Linked DNA regions of Hordeum vulgare: region 2 is linked to region 1. A link is a contact called in public Hi-C data. All regions are on one chromosome and are shown on one strand. The core of a region is the stretch at or near the end of the contact, and the rest is flanking DNA. Distances in the headings are between cores, read along the strand shown. Region 1 overlaps LOC123427236. Region 2 holds the start of LOC123426264 (CSC1-like protein ERD4).

Region 1 (6,597 bases), core at 2,298-4,797:
TGTTGCCACGCCTCACACAAATGTGATTTTCTAATGAAATTTTGCAAGATATTAGAACTTTTGTCAATGTTTGTCACAAAAAATATAATTGTTTGAACTTTTTTTAATAAGTTTTGATTTTACTGTTCATCCATGAGAAACTCCACGTCCTGGTTGAAGTTTCTATGCTGTCAAACAAAATAAAGTCTATCAAAGACAAATTTACAACCATGATTACGATGTCATGGGCTAAGGGGTGTCAACCCTGACGTTGTGTCATCCATGGGCCAGGCTGGTGACCGCCGACCATTGAAGGAAAGACTACAAAAGTTACGACCCTCGGCGTGAGCAAGATGGATACTTCCGAAGACTTGGCGTGCATCTCGAGGAGTGTTTTAATAGTCGGTAAGTTTATCCCAAAATGAAAACGGACCGTACATGTAACCTAGGTATCACCGGAACATATAAGCTATGGGGTTTAGTCTTAAGAGGCATGAATATCATCCTTAGGATTTAGAACACAATCATCCGATCTCGAGGTAGATCATCATGTACTTTATACCCCATCCAATCAATACAATCAAAGCAAGATATAGGGTTTTACCTCTTCGAGAGGGCACGAACGTCGGTGAAACATTATCCCCTTTGTCTCATGTTCACCATTGTTCCTAGATCACTAGCTCGGTACCCCTATCCGAGATCTGTCAGTTTTGGCACCGACATTGATGGCCCATACATGCCCCGGTGTGTGCTCGCAAGGGAACAATGGAGGTATAGATCAATGGTCAAATCCAAGACGGCACATGATGTCACCCGACTTGGACGGAAGACAACTCGTGGTGACAGATATGACAAATAGTGTGTAGAGCTTTCTAAAAATCTAATTCGTCCTTTCCGGTGCATGATACTTGCTCTCCCCTCTCGTCCGCATTCAGGATGGAGTAGGTCACAACGACGATGCAAATAACAAGATAAGGCAAACCACTTATTAGTTTTTGGTGTATCTTTGGTTGCGGCCGGTCAACCATATGTATAGAAGACCCCATATGAGCACGAACTATTCACGTGCATGTCACATGCCCGTGCCCTCCGAAGCGGGGTTAGTGTGTGCATGTGGTGTCCTTTTCTCTTCTTAACACATCAATTATTGGAGTGAGACTGTGCGATTTAGTTCATCTCACACCATCTTTGCTCTTGAGGTGGGACTTGCGCCTCTCTTGCATCCATTCACGGGTCTTTGAGGTTTACTTAGAAATTCCTGAAAATTTACATGAGACAAGCCCATTAATTCTAACATATTCTTAAAAATAAAATGATCAGCTAAGTCATTGTTGTTAAGAATCAACCTTTTTCGTTCCCCACCATAAGGATACTAAGGGCATCTCCAAAGTCGTTCCTCAAATAACCTGAAACTGTTTGGATCACACGGTCCACACGTGTTTCATCATCGAACACAGTTCTGCATCGGTCCGAACGTGCTTTTCCCCACAAATCAAAGAGAAATGGGAAGGGGCTTTGCGGACATCCGGACCGCTGTCACGTGAACTCATGACTAACTCGGCCCACCCAAACCTCTCACCCTCGCACGTGCGCGCGTTCGTGTCTATCACCAGCTGCCCACATTCATGCCGTTATAGAGCGGCCGCTCTACATTGACGTTGGATCAGAGCGGGCATCAACTCTCACTGGTGATGACATTGATGCGGCACGCCGACCAAGAGCGTCGCCTACGATGCGCCCCTGGTGTTCGTGCATGTTCAATGCTGAAGTGAAGTGTACTGGCGATGGGACGAGACGGATATTTACTATGCCCGTTCGAAGCTCATCCGTCTGTATGCTGCCATTAAGCAGGCGCGCATTGACGCACCCGGGTGCTTGGCCTCACCGGAATATCTCTTTGAAGGCGGTCACACCTAGCTAACTCCACAACACACCACATTCGTTCCACATCCCCCTCCATTGCACCGCATCCACCATGACCGCAAGATCTAGCGCTTTGTGAGAAATCATGTCATTGGAGCAGAAGCATGAGATAGCCTCTCATGCGGCCGCTTGGCAGACCCGTCATGCTTGGCGGATCGAGCACGACATTCCGGCTAGCTCACCCGAGGTCTTCGACGACGATCCCACCATGGGTTTAGAGGACGACCCCGCGCTTGTGCATGCCAGCTTGACCATGCAACAAGCGTATGCGCACTTCGACGCTGCCATGGAAGAGGGGGAGCAGCCTGCGCCAGCTCCTATGTCGGTATTCTAGCAGGCACGGGAGGAGCAGAGGATGTGGTCTCCGAGGCGGAATACAAAAGAACTGGACGCTGGGCGCCACCGTAGGATAGATTTAGGTCCGTCTGCATCTTCTTTAATGAAAAATATCTGAATTGTAATGAATATGCTTCGGTTTATATGAAAATCAGCCGGTTTGCATGAACCACGTCTAGTATGTTTAAACTAGTGTTTGAATTGTATGCGAGTAGTATTTGATAACCGGCTTCCATGAACTGGTCCCTTGTCCGCGAACAAATGCAGGAGATAATGACGAACCAACCTCTGGTGATGATTACAGGGACATCGGTATTTCCAGTCCATCAGAATTCAAGTCCTCGTGCTCGCATTATTCCTGGATTTATTTCAAGATTTCCGACGATGCGCATTCATTGAAAGAAGTCGTTCCTGTCGACGACGGGGCGCCTATGATGAATTCGCAAATCTCAACATGATATGTCAGCTCACTATCTCGAAAGTGCTCATACGGATAGGTGTGCGTTCATAGAGGTAAGTGCATGAGCACTTACGTGTGTATTGCGTTAAAAAAATGCAGAGATAATTTACAGGTCATCGTTAGAGATGGCCTAACAACTTCAAAGATAGGAAGTCCCTCCGTTTCTAAATATAGTTTTTTTTTAATTTCATTAAAAACTACATACGAAACAAAATGAATGAATCTATAATCTAATGTATGTTTATATACATCTATATAGTCTTTTAGTAAAACCTTTAAAAAGATTTATATTTAGGGTGGAAGGAGTATGTCCTAAAATTATTCATTCCTTTCTCTCCAAATGGGAGTCATTCATTTCTTTCCAAATCGAACCATGTGGACGATGCCAGGGAGGATTTGGCACTCCTTCCTTGAGAACAAAGCAAAGTTATACGCTAATTATCTTTCCTTTCTCATGCAAGTTGGTGCACAACTAGTTCGTTCAAACATAAAGTAAGGCGAACATCCCCACAGAATAAGATCTGCAGTTGCCAATTATGCAGATAGCTGGAAAGCTCGGTGTCTTAAGATTGTGTGCTTCGCTTCGCTGGATAAAATTTGTTTTTCCCTCCTGCTACCGCCAACCAGTTTGCGATAGCACGTCATTGTCAAAATGGCGCTGTCGGACATGTTCTTGTAGCCCACCGTAGAGGGCACAATGAAAGCAACCTTAAAGCTACCAACAAATGCTCTTAAACATGTACTCCCATGATTATAATCATTCATTAGTTCGATTTGTTTAGATGTTGCAAATGTTTCATTCTCGAGAAAACAAGAGTTGAGATACTTGTGGCTGTGCGGCACTCAACTCAAGGGCACGAGAACGCACACGGCCGGCCGGAGAGAGCACCCGTACGGACACGTATCGCATGCTGAGACCAAGCTGCATGGGGAACCTGTTTTCCGGTTTCCTTGTCTTTTCATGTTTTATTTTTATTATTTTCCTCTAGTTTTCCACGGGGAAACGGGTCTACCCTGATTTTCAGTTTCCTGGTCTTTTCGGCCTACAACATGTATTGTAATGGAAAAAGTCCATTTTAAACCCTGAATTCATAGAGGTTCGGCGAATCAAACTCTTAAGTCCGAATCCCTGTCGTTTGCACCCTGAACTATATGATTCCGGTCTAAATTGAACCCTGAGACATAAAAATGCTCACGTGAGAAATGTCAACCGGAATCGGTCCTTTTTTTTTGTTAAACTGCTAAAAAAAGGTTGCCGCATGGTCTAAAAAAATAAAAAACAAAAAAGTGAACACAAAAAGTTTATAAAAACGAAAAAGTTAATAAAAAAAGCTGTCATTTTTCAAAAAATAAAATATATATATATATAAAATAGAATGAATATATATATAAAAGATAGTACGTGCCATTTTAAAATATTGTGAAGTCTGAGAGCGAGATGGACTTGACTGGGCTGGCCCAGTCATTTCCGCGTGTGCCCCTCGCAGCGCAGCCAATCCCGGTCAAATGAACAATCCCGGTTTGTCAAACAAACCCAGCGTTCTTTTTAGACCGGGATTGCATAGTCTAGGGTGCAATCGACAGGGATTTTGAGTAGGAGGTTCATTTCGTCGAACCTTTACAAATTCAGATTTTAAAATAGACTTTTTCCTATTGTAACACTAGGTTAAGAAAGGAAACACGGAGTGTGCTATGCAATGAGCACACACGCAATATAGTAGGGAGCACAGAGTTACTACGCGTGGAGTATACTGTCAATTACTTTCACTGTTTTTAAATACTTGTTGAAAAAAGCTAGATTAGTTTTCTCCAATAACAAATGTTATGATATAGAAGAAGTACACAAAAGGAAGGCACAAAGTGCACTACGCGCGAAGCACAAGTTACAAATTGTTTTTCGATTGGATCAGCTTAAGCGATAAATTGTTTTGAAATCGGATCTAAAAAAAACATGTTCCATCCATCCCCGTCCATGGGAGAATAACCCACCAAAATTTCTTCATGATTTTAGGGGAGTTTTTGGATAATCTTTGCAAAGGGCCCAAAAATTCTTGACTAGACTGGTGATTTCGGAGATTTTTTTCTATCGCCAAATGAATGAATTGTTTTCATTTTCGTCCTGTATGTGGAACATGAACCAGAGGCCAAGGCCCATGCTTGCTTAGCATTCACTCATTTCACGCGTCATTCATACAATGGAAAAGGGAGAATAGCCAAAATGCCGCTAGTTGAAACCACAAGTGCCAAAAGCACGGTCGGCCTAGTAGTACCCTGCTTCCCCGGACTTCAGCAAGCCCCGGTTTGTTATCCATGCCCTTTTCATATCATGTATGGTGTGTAAAATGTTCCAGCAAGTAGATAATACCAAATTAAGGTGGGGTAAATGACAACAGACAACAATTTAAATTAAGGTTAACTCAGCCAAATGCTGTTCATTGGCATAAATCATAAGTCTTATAGACGGTACATTCAGAATTTTAGACTCACAAAATCTTCCAGAATAGCAATATATAAACACAATAAAAGAAACAACAGCTAGGCAACAAGTCCATCTACAATCTACAATGCTTAACTTATTCCTCTTCCGCCGCCTGCTTGCGCCTTCTGAGCTCTTCTGCTATGTCGAGCTCCAAGCCTAGTCTTGCAGATAGCAAACTAGATTTCTTCAGATTTGCATCAGTCAAACTAATTTTGAGCTGGATCCAAGTTTAGCGAATGTACGCATGTACCAGAGGCGCTTCAGTTAGCACTTGCTGTGTTTTGGCCTTTTCAGCAGCTTGTGGCTAGGTGCGGCGTGGTCATCCTGCAAAACATGCGGCTAAGAACGTAAAGTACACTAAACCAGGAAATTTGCAGTACCGTACAGCGGGTGCACCAGGTCCTTTTTTTTTTGCTATTTTCCTTTGACTCTAACCAGGTTGGTTTTTACAAAAGCATCTCTATGAAATGAAAGCCTGACATATAGTTTTTGTCTAAATTCTCACCTTATATAGTGATGCCGCAGAATCAGACTTCATGGCTTGATACTGGTTTTGACCAAGAGACTGGACAGTCTCAAGTGCATCTACTGTAAGCTGCCAGCCACAAAATGCTGCACTATTTGTGCTGGAACCAGTATTCATAGTGCAAGCAGTGGCAACATATCCATTAACCCATGGACAATAGTTGTTGTGATGCTTGATTGGATCAAACTCTGGAAGACCCGTTTCAGAATCATTTTCCCCATTCGTTGCTCCTGAAATACAAATGACAAAATGTAAATAACATATTCACAATAAGATTAAATTTACTGAATGCCACAAAATGCAAAATTCTATTAAATTTACTGAATGCCACAAAACGCAAAATTCAGCATCCAAGCATAGGTCATATACAGGACCACAGCTTGGCAGTCATTTGACTAAGTATGGGATGCCAAACTGCTACCGGGTCAACTGTCAAGTCATCAACATCTTGAATTCTTGATGACAAATATTTTAGTTGATAAATAAATTGTCGCAATGATGTATACTTTTCAGCTCAGAAGCACCTCATATAAGATTTGATTAATATGGTTTAACAAAATCAGGCATATGTAACGTGTAAGCACAAAGAGAATAGTTAGATGCTCAAGTACCAAGATCATTTCCTGGGTCATACTCGTCCTTCGTCAGCATTTTACCAGTCTGGGTCACTTCATCTTTAGATAAATCAATGCCAGAATAAACTCTTGCATTGCAAGAAAGGGAATGTTGCAGGTTACTCTCCTGGCCTCTGGCGTGGCTCATCTTCTCTCCACTCTCGACCGAATCAGCTTTAGTTGAACCACTGTCCACTCGACCCACTAACTGAGATGCCACATCGTGGCTATCACCCTGAGGCTCTTCTCGACCAGCATCCTCAGGGACAAACTCATCCAT
Region 2 (6,597 bases), core at 2,695-5,194, 170 kb before region 1:
GAAAAGGAAAAAAGGCTGTGCCTAGGCCAGCCCAACTGTTCAACATACATTTTAGTAAATACTCCCTCTGCCCCAAAATAACTGTCTCAACTTTGTACTAGAGCTAGTACAATTGTACTAAGCTTAACACACTTATTTTGGGACGGAGGGAGTAAAATCTTGCTCACCTGATTTTTTGCGATAAGCCAACCCAGAGCAAAGTAAGCAACGCCAAATGGCAAAATCAAAGGCGCGATGACGGAGTAGCACAACACAACTGTCACGATCAGCATATCATTTGGAACCCTGGTGTTATACCCCAGGTCTCCTGGAGCCCAGGCCGCTCTCACCTCATCCTCTGTCTTGCATAGGTACTTCCTTTTCAGGTGGAAAATGATGAGAGGGACCAAACGAGAGAGCTCAAGCCCATAACCAACAAAGAATCTGTCAAAAACAACAATCAATCAGTTATATATTCTACACCTGGAATAAGCGCAGGACAAGAAGTGCATAAATGAGACACGGTAATTACTTCAGTGCAACGAATGTGAGGAAGAAAGTTGCATTTCCAGGAAGCCTGGCGCCAAGAGTCGTAAAAATTCCAGGAGGGTTGTTGATAACATCTTGCAAAGCACTGAATAGTGAGGAACCAATTGCATAGCCGATGAAGACATTGAAGACGATGAAGTAGAAGTATTTTCCTGATGCTGCCCTCACTAGATGGCTCTGTGAAGGAATTCCTTCTAACTTTGACAGGAGCATAAGAAGAGTGGGCAGCAAAGCAAGGAAAACAATGAGGGCGATCTGCGGCAGGTAAGCTTGTAAGACTGTCGTAAGTAAAGGTTGGTCCACAACCACCTTCAGAAAGGGCAGCTTCTCCCTCAGTTTTTGCAACGTTGTAACAGCAGAGATAGCAGTAATAGGAATCATATAGAAAACCACGGTGACAAAGACAATGAGGTAGACCACAGTCTGTCTGGTTTGCCTATCATATATTTTCTTTGGAAGATTGGTCCATATTACCTCACGTGGTTCAGGAGCTTCTGTAACTGTCCATTCATCAAACATCTGGGCATGGAGAGTCTGAGATGCAGAGGCTGCAGCAGCTCTGCTGTTGAAGAAGACAAAGGCCGCCCGTTGCTGTTTATCACTAAGGGTGCTCTTCTGTTCATCCTCCAGTTTGGGAAGCAATTCCTTAATCTTCTCACTACAATACTCAAGCGTGTCAACCTTTTTACCGATAAGGCCAAGGAATCCCGTCCTATGTGTAGGCCTCGTTCCCTCAGGTCTATTTGTTGTTTTTGACTCTGCATAGACAGCTTCAGCATGAGCAATTTTTTGTTTGTGACCTTCAATCTCTTGGAAAATTTTATCAGCCTGCATAGGACGATTTTATCATGTACGGGGAAAATAAGACACATGCCACAAATAATAAACAAAGGGCGGAACTGCCCTAAAGAACCTCTGAGTTGCAGTACCTTCTTGATGTCTGTCACAACCATTGCTTTGTAGAATGTGTCAGGATGAAGTGCTCGAAAATACGAGTCCACCGAGTCCTTTATAGTTTGATCAGGAGGTGGAACAGGAACATCTCTCACCAACATGGCAAACTCCTCTGGTTTAACGTCTGATGTTGATCGCGCAGCTGCTCTCAGATTCGAAACATGCTTGTAGGATCTCCATAGTATGAAATAGGTGACAAAGGAGACCCAATAGACTGCAAATATAAATGCCCACAGCCTCGCACTTTCGTCCTGGAGAAAATATCAAGACACTACTGAGTTTGGTTGTGACAGCGAGTGCCTGTGATTGCAATCTGGCAGTCCTCTTTATAGACTGTACGTTTCTATAGAGAAGAACTCCAGCTACTGCAGTTCTCAATATTACCATTTTCAACCAAAGTTCACGTTATTATGAATCCGCAGATAACAATTGTGCAACAGGTGATTACAGCAACAACTGTTAAACTGTATAAACACTGTAGAAACAAGGAATACTTATCCCGCAGCAGAATTTCAGTTCAGTCAAAACTTCAGAAGTGATGGACCTAATGGCTCCTAATAGGACAGCAACGAGACAGATACTGATTCTGACAATACAAATATCTAATAATGTGCCAAATTATGCGTTTCATCTACATAACGATATGTACGGTACATTTTATGGAGCCAATCATCCACCTGGTTATGGGCAGATCAAGCATGAAAATGTCTCCAGAAGTCTGAATAATTGGAATATTCTATAGACCTATTTGCGGCAACAAAGACAGGTCATCAAGGTCAGATAAGAGGATTACTTACTTTAACATTGCCCAATGCTAATCTTTCAAAATCTGTGACGTTGGGCGGCACTCTGCCAGTAGAATCCTCCAGGGCATGATCAGTTCCAGCAACTGGTAACAGCACGGGAAGCAACACAATCGCGGAAAACACAAGGATTGCCAACACTGGAACACGAGAGAACAAAAATTCTGATAAGATTTTTATATTCAAGCAAGCACTCTGAATGATATATCTACCTACCTATATCTGACCCAAAACGCATCCTAGCATTAACTCTTTGCACTACAGACTAAGCAGTTTATAACATGCTAAATTTCATACTTCGAGCAACCCTCCATGCATGATAGTTTTATCTCGCTTGGGCCCGGCCTTCGGGACGGGTGGTGATAACTCCTCTTAACAAAGCACACGCATGGCTCTTGCTTGTCCTACACCTTTTGCTTTGCAGTATTTTATATATAATATAAAGTAAACTGATAGCAACAATTAGGATTTGTTATTGCCATTCTGGCAGTTGACACAATCGGCCGTATCTTCATGTTGGTACACATTTTTAGAAAATACTAGATGTTCGTATAGTACTGAGAATGGCGTTATGGCACCCAGGAGCCATGGAGGCCGAAATTTTTGAAAAAAACAAAATTCGAAAATTTTGATTTTAAAAAATCTGAAAACAATTGTACAACTAAACAGGTGTGTGATCCGCGTGTGTGTAAAATTTCAGGCCAAAATACTTTGAGACGCGACCAGTACATAAAAGACAAATTCATGGTCTCGAAAGATGAATAGTATGTGTTAAAAAGGTTCAGATTTATCTTTTTCGCATAGCCTTCATTTCAACGTATTTAGTTCTGAAGATTTATACATTTATGTATTGTACCTTCATCTACCTATGTATTTTTTTCAGAATATTTTGAAATGTTAAAATACGAATTTTCACGAAATTTAAACTTTGAATTTAAAGGCCTCTATGGAGCTCGGTCTCAAAAAACAATTTCCGTGAATATAGCAGATTCATTAGGGAAAGCATACTCCGTAGCACAGTAGCACGACTTAATTTTATATTTTGTGCACGAAATATTATTTTTTGTGGAAGCGAAAAAAAATACGGAAACGCACAGACAAGTACTCAACCAAATCAATCTGGGAACCAAACAACCAACTCAACCAAAGGCATGGGCAAACAAACGAAGTGGAGAGCGTGGTTGGCTTGGCCGTACCGGAGGAGAGGAAGACGAGGTAGACGGCGGCGTCGAGTCCGCCGGCGGCGACGACGTCGGGCTCGGACGCCGCGAACGCTTGGCGGATCCAGCCGACGGGGCTGCGCGTGCCCCGCCCGCGCCCCTCCCACGGGTCGAGCCCCCGCAGCAGCACGCTCGGGTAGTACACCGGCGCGTTCCCCGGGCGGCGCGAGAGCCACGTGAACAACAGCACCAGCACGACGAAGATGACGAAGGACGTGAGAAGCGACGTCAGGAACGACGAGATGTCCATCACGCCCGCCGCCGCAGCAGCCCCGCTCCTCCTCCGGGGGGATTATGATGGGGTTTGGTAGTGGAGGGAGTGATTAGCGGAGGGCATTAGGGTAGTAAATGGGTGGGAAGGGTAAGCATTGGATGCTTTGCTGTGCTGTGGAATGGCTGGCGTGGTGGGGAGTTTATGAGTTGTGGAGGTTGCCGAACAAAGGAAAGGGGCAGGAGGGAGAAGAGGAAGGGGATGGGACCATGGAGATCAGCAAAATGTCTGAAATGCCCCTTGCCTCCGTGTCTCTCTCTCTTCCACCTTCTCCTTTCCAATTATTCGAATCCCTTCCTTTTTGCCCCCTTTCATGGATTCACCTTCCTCGCCTCCATGATGCGTGTGTAAAAACAATTTCAACACGTTGATTCAAACGAACGACGCTTTTGTTTGTATTTTGTTTGTTTGGATCGGTCTCACGAACATTCGTGTCCGTTTTTTGATTGAATCGATGTTTGCGTTTAATGTGGTCAGCGATCATTTTTAGGCGACGCGAATCAAACATTTCAAAAAATATAAAAATCATTAATTAAACATAAATGTCAGCATGCGAGGACGGTGATAATCCACATCACAATAAACATAATTAAATAAACTAAAAACAAGGAGACGTGTTGCCTTAAGTGCCCTCCTCCTCCTCGTCTTCGGGGTCGGTGAGGTCGATGAGCGTCGGCGCCGGGCCACCCCACGGAAGGTCGTCTCCCACGCGGCGACGACATCGTCCGCCGGTGGTTGCACCGACGCTTGGTGGGCAGCATGTCACTCCTCCTCTCTGCTTCGGCCTCGCGATCCATGAGCTCAATCCGCCGGGCATGTGCGCCTTCTTCCCAAACCCGCCGCTGTCGTCAGTGCTCCAGGTGGGCCACCTCCTGCTCCGACGTCGCACCCAACCAAATCGGTGGCGCGCTGACCTACTCGCGCACCACCCCGTCCCAGGCGTACACCTCCAGCCTGAGACGGGGGATGGCAAGGCCGGCGGCGAGGGACGGCGGGGCCAACGGCGGCAGGACTATGTCGTTGGCAGCGGAGAGCGCAATGCCCTCTGCCAGCTGCTTCTCGTAGGCCTCCTCCTCCTTCTTGAGGTGCGCCTCCTCCTCGCTCACACGCAGGACGGTCGCCAACGCGTTTTGGTAAGCCGCCTCCGCCTCCTGGTCTTCTTCACGCACGATGAGGGGCGGCGGCGGTCCAGCCACCACGTCACGGATGCCATGTCGGCGCTGCTCCTCGTGCTTCCACGCGAAACACGCATGCCAGTCGGGGAGTCTGCAGCGTAGACGGGTTGCGCTGCTGTTCTGGTGTCAGCTGCTCCCGTCGGCGCCTCACCTCCTTCGCATGCGTCTGCACCGACCGCGGCACCGCTCGCACTGGGATCCTCTCCGGACCCAAGTGCGAGTCGTGCGGCAGCGTGATATTGGCGTAGGCGAGAGGGACACGGTTCTCCCAGTGCCACCTCGGCTGATGCACTAGCACGTTGACCCGCTGGCGAGGCGAAAGGTAAGACTCCGGCGCGCGGACAAGGACGGCGGGGGACTTGCCCTTGTATTTCATGGAGAAGAACCTCGTGATGGTGGTGGCTAGGGTTTGCCGCCGACGGGTGAGCACAGGTGGCTAGATGGGGATGGGGCGACTTTAAAAACAGGATGACCCCCCCCGGCACGCTTGGATTAAAAAGGACGATTTTGGGTCGCTAATGCGTGGGCCTGCGGTAGGCGGTCGTCGTTAATAAAGACGACGCCAACTTTGACCGGGTGCCATGTGTGGACGAGCGCGGACATGAGAAGGCGCGCGCCGCATCCGCGCCGACGCATTTCAGCGTATTTTTGGGCCTGAAATGGGTCCTCGCGGACGTGTTTTGACTTTAGGTCGACGCATTGGGCCTTCACTTTCGGCCGCGTTGACCCAAACGGACGCGAGAGAACAATTTGGGCCGCTATGTTGGAGTTACTCTAACGGTCTTATAATTGTCTTGTGTGGATCAATTTATGAAAAAGTATTCCCTAAAAAACAAAAACAAATATATCATGCCGAGGATTTCTTTAGATTGATTGTCTATTGACCAAACCGGTAAGACTCATTGATGAGGACATCAATACCATTGTTACACCCATAGCCCCTGCTGCTATACATACTAGACCAGTTACTGGAGCACACGCACGTCAATTAAATTACCAGGTACTTTCGTTTCTTGGAAATCCTTCTAATATTCATGAACATATGTGTTGGAAATATGCCCTAGAGGCAATAATAATTAGTTATTATTATATTTCTTTGTTCATGATAATCGTTTATTATCCATGCTATAATTGTATTGATTGGAAACACAATACTTGTGTGGATACATAGACAAAACACTGTCCCTAGTAAGCCTCTAGTTGACTAGCTCGTTGATCAAAGATGGTCAAGGTTTCCTGGCCATAGGCAAGTGTTGTTACTTGATAACGGGATCAAATCATTGGGAGAATCATGTGATGGACTAGACCCAAACTAATAGACGTAGCATGTTGATCGTGTCATTTTGTTGCTACTGTTTTCTGCGTGTCAAGTATTTGTTCCTATGACCATGAGATCATATAACTCACTGACACCGGAGGAATGCTTTATGTGTATCAAACGTTGCAACGTAACTGGGTGACTATAAAGATGCTCTACAGGTATCTCTGAAGGTGTTCGTTGAGTTAGTATGGATCAAGACTGGGATTTGTCACTCCGTATGACGGAGAGGTATCTCGAGGCCCATTCGGTAATACAACATCACATACAAGCCGTGCAAGCAATGTGACTTAGTGTAAGTTGCGGGATCTTGTATTACGGAACGAGT

What was found. A called contact is a pair of places that touch in the nucleus more often than the background predicts.
Region 2: a contact with region 1 is called in a Hi-C map of leaf, with 4 times the contacts expected there. The contact joins the promoter of LOC123426264 here to the enhancer-like site in region 1. A contact is called at or near these places in 6 of 6 Hi-C or Micro-C datasets (leaf, seedling and an unstated tissue) and 1 of 1 datasets of contacts at active chromatin or transcription factors (embryo).

Annotation. Positions count from the first base shown.
Region 1 is chr2H:355,351,986-355,358,582 of MorexV3_pseudomolecules_assembly, reverse strand. LOC123427236 reads right to left here. Exons shown (of 23, transcript XM_045111233.1): 21 at 6,315-6,597; 22 at 5,683-5,933; 23 at 5,105-5,501. The coding sequence ends at 5,442. Among protein-coding and RNA genes, the nearest start is that of LOC123427236, 17 kb to the right of the region's middle. Within about 2 kb of position 3,547, at least 2 of the 3 cell types and tissues checked have open chromatin away from gene starts, as enhancers often do. A contact at or near this core is called in leaf, where this site is marked.
Region 2 is chr2H:355,521,272-355,527,868 of MorexV3_pseudomolecules_assembly, reverse strand. It overlaps LOC123426264 (CSC1-like protein ERD4), which reads right to left and starts at 3,944. Exons shown (of 7, transcript XM_045110062.1): 1 at 3,482-3,944; 2 at 2,280-2,425; 3 at 1,458-1,733; 4 at 512-1,356; 5 at 168-423. The coding sequence starts at 3,755.